Regions from separate parts of the Mus musculus genome. Here region 1 is linked to region 2. The links are chromatin contacts, called in public Hi-C maps. All regions are on one chromosome and are shown on one strand. Each heading gives the region's core, a stretch centred on a gene start, on an enhancer-like site or on the middle of the called end of the contact. The rest is flanking DNA. Distances are from core to core; before and after follow the strand shown.

Region 1 (2,700 bases), core at 21-2,520, 430 kb before region 2:
GATTCATCATGGCCACTAGGAACACCTGGAGGCAAACTCTGATGAGAAACTCAAGTCAGTCTTAGAGACTCTGTTTAGCTCTAGGGAAGGTGATTTCAGCTCCCATGTCCGGCTTGCTACCTGCTGACCTCAGGGCTATCACAGGCAGGAGAGCAAGGAGAGATGGGCTGAGAGACTCAGAGCCCAGGTGCAGACAGACAGGTGCTTCTGGGGCAGGGTGCAGAATGCCTCCATTCATCAAGGGATCCTGTGAATCAGAAATGAGCTCTGCATTGAAAGAGCTGGCCAGTCCGAGGGAAACAGAGTTGCCAAACATCTGTAAGAGTCTGTAGGAGTCTCGAGAGGCTCAACTCCTTAAGAGTCTTCCTTCATCACAAAAGAGCTGGAGAAATCGAGAAAGAGACGGGGAGAACAACTATGAGACAGGTTTCAACTCTGCCAAGTGCCTTAGGCTGGCTTTCACCGTTTGCTGATTGCTCTCAGAACCACAGCATAAGCTCCCACAAGGAATAATGATGCTATAATGATAATAACAACAGCACCGTGGGCTCTCATCTGGTCAGAGCCACCACGTAGCAGGAATGCTCAGGGAGACCCACCAGCTAGTTGCTAAAACAGTAAAACACATGTTGTTAAAAAGAACCTCCACCGAGTCACTTCTAGCATCCTGCCGTGAGCCCAGGTGCCCAGGTCAGGGGCTCCACTGTCCATTTTGAGCCCAGATAGTCTGCATGCCTATGCTTCGGATCACCTGGAGAACAGACTGGGAGTCCTGGGCCAGCGTAAGGCTAGACACAAGCCCCCTCCACCGCACACCACCCCTGGCTCCTCGAAGCCCCTCTCCCAAAGCCTGAGCAATCAAGGCTGCCGCCTCCCCCGGCTGGAGCTAGTGCCCGCCTCCTCTCAGCCCCTCCCCTCCGCTGCAAACCCAGCTCATTTGCATGTGGATCGCGCCTGCCACCACGGGTGCTGGGGTCAATTGAAACTCAAGAAAAGAGAAGAAATTTATGCAAAACTGTTGATTGCATTTGTATGTAATGAAATCATCCAATATTCATCTGACTATAGAATCTAATCTGAGAAGAGAACTGAAGGACATGAGTGTCACTGCAAAAGCGTAATGAGCCACTGTAGTGATTAAAAAAGCTCTTGAGCCTTCTGAAAAATCCAGGCAGAAATAGCGTCTAATCAACTCTGAATATAGGAGGCGAGATTGGGCTGGCGCGCTGCGCACGGCCCGCCCGGGCGCCGGGGGTGCTCGGTAAACCCTGGCGGTCGCGGTCTGTGGGTGCCAAGCGCCTGGCCACAATCAGCTGAGGCCTCGGTGCACAAAGCAACCCGCCTCTCACCACGCAGAAAGAACCCAGTCACAGCTGCTACGAAGAGCAGCTTGAGGTTTCCGCGCCGCCTCACGCACCCACCCACCGCACAGAAGGCCCCCTCCTGAGTCTTTGCTCCAACGGGAAGGGTTTGAGAATCCGGGTTCGCCACACCTGGATGCTCCTTGGGTCCAACCAACCACAAGCAGGGGAGAGTCGTGTCTCAGAAGCCAGGACTCATCCCTCTGAGATGTCACCTGGGAGAGATGTTCTCTGACATCCCTCTCCACTCTAGCGTCGGCTTTGTCTTCCTGTACTTGGCGTTATCTTATGATTTTACCTGGGGGATGTCAGTCTCTTCTTTCAGGCTGAGAGATCAGCAGCCGTATGGTGACTGGTTCACCTCTGGAACCTGTGGAGGCAGCCTCAGAGGATACTCAACAAGCATGGACCAAGACGCAGACGCGTTTGATGAATGATAAACCCACCCTATGCAGCTGACAAATACTGTTAAATCCATTTGTTCATTCAGCAGGTCCTTGCCAAATGGACAATGTGTGAGGCTTCCTTCGTGGCACTGAGCAGGCTGTGGGGGATTAAGAAGGTTCCTGCCATCTCAGCACTCAAGGTCTGGGCAGAAGGAAAACTAAAGGCTACACACAATCAGATCGGTCGTTGTGGTGAGGCGGAAGGTCCAGGGGCATAGGACAGCTGTCAGTGGACACTGATAGAACGGATCGGGATCTGAGTCTGGAGATGAGGCGCTGGGTTTCTCAGGTTCCGATGCCCCTTTACAATGAACTGTACGGGGACATGGATGGTTACAGGAAAGGCGATGGTTTATTAGAGCCGAGAGGCTGCTGGAACCAGGCTGCTGAAACCTTTCCTCCGTTGTGATCTGGCTCCACGGAGGCAAGAAAGAAGTGAGGCAGGACCTCAGTTATGAGTCATTTACAAAGTACCCGCCCCTCCCAAGTGCAGGCGACTAGGGCTTTACAGAGCTGCTCCCTTGGCTAACAATGCTCTCTTAAACTAAGGGCTCCCAACCTCTCCATGTCGCCTTTTGCGTGCTAATCTCTGGGATTTCTCTTTCTGTCTCACTAACTCAGCTAGGGAAGGCTACTAAAAACTAGGGAAGGCTACCATGCGGCAGTGGTCACTTCAGTCTGGAGCATTCTGGGTAGAAGGAGCAGACTTTGCAAAGTCCCTGAAGGGATGAGGAGCTAGGCTGAGCACGAGGACCCAGCTGGAGTGCCCTCATGAGCACCTGTCCTGGTCAAATTCCTGGTAAGACCTTAGGGTAGGAATTCATATTTCTGGGAGCAGTAGAGAGTCTCTGCATGGTTTGCATTTTGAAGAGTTGGTCAAATAGGGAAAGAAC
Region 2 (2,700 bases), core at 16-2,515:
GGAATCTTGCGATAAAGCTGGGCGTCCTAAAACTCAAAAGTGCTATCTGATCGGTCTGCACGTGGGCTCTCGGAGGGTCCCAGCTAGACCAAGGTCTCCAGCAGAGAGCACAGTGCCAAGGTTTCCTTCTCAAGTGTGCATTCATTCCACTGGAACAGAAAGTCACAGGGCTTAAAGCCCGAGCCCCAAGTTCTCCCAGGGTGTGAGCGTGTCTGGTCACCACTGTGGGCAGAACTGTCACCAGCATCTAGCAGGCAGTGGCTGGGGATACTGCTAAACCCCCATGATGTCCTGGGCAGCCCCAGCAAAGAGCTACTCAGCTCCAAATGCCAATAGCAACACCATTACCCCCTTGGGCTTCAGAAAAGACAACCACTGAGTCTCTCAGAAGTTCCCTGTACCCCCACCATGGCTATGCGCCACAGCTGCCATCCAGGTGAGGGTGAGGGAGGTTGTGGAGCCTCCCAGGAAGAGTGCACATCCCTGCTGGGGCAGACCTGACATCACCCAGCAGCTTCTTGGTGGCTGTGGGCGTCTCTGCCCCTGCTTTTCCTGTTCACTGCTTAAAAAGAGGAGGGAGCCTTATGTAATCGCAGCCTCATAGAACCTTCTGTCATTTTGGCACCCTTGGGCTGGGAAAACCCCCTCCCTCCTAAAATCCCATGGGGCATGGAATTCTTTCTTTCTGTTCTAAGCAAGCTCTACAGGTTACAAACTGGGCAACAGCAGAGTGAAAGAGCAGCCTTTGAAGGCACCTCTGCTGGCTGTCTGCACTCTCTGCATTCCCATCCCCCATCCCTCCACCATTTTCCCCTGCCATGGGCACCTTTATTATAGACTGCTGGTCCCCATCTCTACCCCCCTGCTCAGATGTTTCTGCCTGCCCGGAATTCCTCCCATTCCCACCATTTTAACAGCCTTGACCAGACCCTGTGAAACCCTTCCTGCCTAAGAGTTCCTGCAGTGCCCATCCCTGATATCAGCCCCAGCACTCCCTCCCCTCCCCTCTCCTCCCCTCTCCTCCTCTCCCCTCCCCTCCCCTTCCCTTCCCTCCCCTCTGATACCCACAAGTGCCTTCCTGCCAGATCCTGGTTCTCTTTGGGGGCCTGTGACTTAGTTCTGTGAAGTAGATGTGCTCTAAAATAGATGTGACTAAGCGTCCACAGGAACAGGCGGCTCTTGGTTCTCAGAGCGGAGGCTTCCAGTCCCCACAGTGGTTTCCAGGCACTCCTTAGGCACTCCTCGGGCTCTCTGAGGCACGTGGGATGGATCTCGAGGCAGTCACTTGCTCTCTCCATCCCGGGCAGCACCACCTGGCAGCCACCAGCTGCCATGCTAAGGGTGTGTGACTAGAGAAGATGACAAAATCCTAAAGTTCAAGTCTCTCCTCACTTTCCCCAGTGCGCTCCAGGACAGGATTGTGCCCAGGCACCGTACAAGAAAGAAACTGGTTTTTCAGATTTTCGTGCACTAATAAAATTACCTTCTCTAAAGAAGGCAATTTGCATGTTAATGTTTTGGGTAATTCTGTGCAGCTCCAATGCCCCCAGGGCTGCAATTTCTCTCTGACAGGGTGACAAAAATAAACTCCAGCATAAAGGAGCATTTCCCTTCCTGCCTCTGAGCTCCATGTGACGTTCTAATGCGAGTCAAGCTGGAACCCACTGCTCCATCTTCTGACACTGATCTACCTCCTTTCACCTCTCAAGTGACAGGCAGGCTCTGAAGAGCGCCTCGGGGTTGTCTCCTTGAGGACAGGGCTGGGACCCCTTGTGAGTGGACATCACCCCTACAGCCCACCTTCTCCCCCGAGGCCCAGCCTTCAGCTTCTCTAAATTCTCAAAGGTGCAGCTAGGTAAAAGGGCACCACCCACCATCTTGGGGTGTAGAGGGCCACCACATGGGTGTATGGAGTCTATGCAGCTGCCCTGCAAGGGACACGCTGTCCCATCAAGCTTGGGTCCCTCTGGTGACTTAATGAAATCAGGAAGGGAGCTTAATTCACAGGTGTCTTCTCCAGGCCAGACACATTGGTTACACATACATACATACACACACACACACACACACACACACACACACACACACACACACACAGAGCCTACCTGAGGCACTTCCCGTCTTCATGCATAGTGACTGATAGCCCAAGTAGGATGACAGTTGTGCTGTGTGTCACACAGGTGTTGCTCAGAGCAGCCAGGCAGACATGTAACACAGAAAACTTCCTGTAACCTAAGTATTATAGATAGATAGATAGATAGATAGATAGATAGATAGATAGATAGATATAATTCTGTAAAAGAAAATACCTTTCAATGAGCATAGCATAGAGTGATTTCTCTCAGGAGGTGGATCAGGGAGGTGCAACTGAAAAAAATAAACTCACTATGGTCAATAGCAACTGAGATTAGAAAGATGCAACGAGTCACCAGGCGGGATGCAGGGACAGGGCATTGTAGGCCTAGAGAGTGTTCTGGAGACAGAATGGGGTGGAATGGTAGGAAGGGAACACTGCTGTTCAAACCCACTAGAGAAAGGGATGAGGGACTTAGGAGAGTGTGGATTCCCTCCTGAGTTTCAGTCAGGGGAATGCAGGGCTGACCTGGTCTCTATTAGGCAGTTTCGGAGGCAGGAGGGCAGGTGAGGTGGGCACAGGTGTCCCACAGCCCGGCAGAGGTCAAACATCCCAGCAGGTGGAGA

The links. A called contact is a pair of places that touch in the nucleus more often than the background predicts.
Region 1: a contact with region 2 is called in a Hi-C map of cortical neurons, with 4 times the contacts expected there. The contact joins two enhancer-like sites.

The regions. Positions count from the first base shown.
Region 1 is chr2:36,201,826-36,204,525 of GRCm38.p6, reverse strand. No RefSeq gene overlaps it. Among named protein-coding and RNA genes, the nearest start is that of Gm46735, 11 kb to the right of the region's middle. Within about 2 kb of position 1,270, at least 85 of the 459 cell types and tissues checked have an H3K27ac peak or open chromatin away from gene starts, as enhancers often do. A contact at or near this core is called in cortical neurons, where this site is marked.
Region 2 is chr2:35,766,901-35,769,600 of GRCm38.p6, reverse strand. The region is part of intron 9 of Ttll11 (tubulin tyrosine ligase-like family, member 11); the gene reads left to right. Among named protein-coding and RNA genes, the nearest start is that of 9030204H09Rik, 51 kb to the left of the region's middle. Within about 2 kb of position 1,265, at least 37 of the 459 cell types and tissues checked have an H3K27ac peak or open chromatin away from gene starts, as enhancers often do. A contact at or near this core is called in cortical neurons, where this site is marked.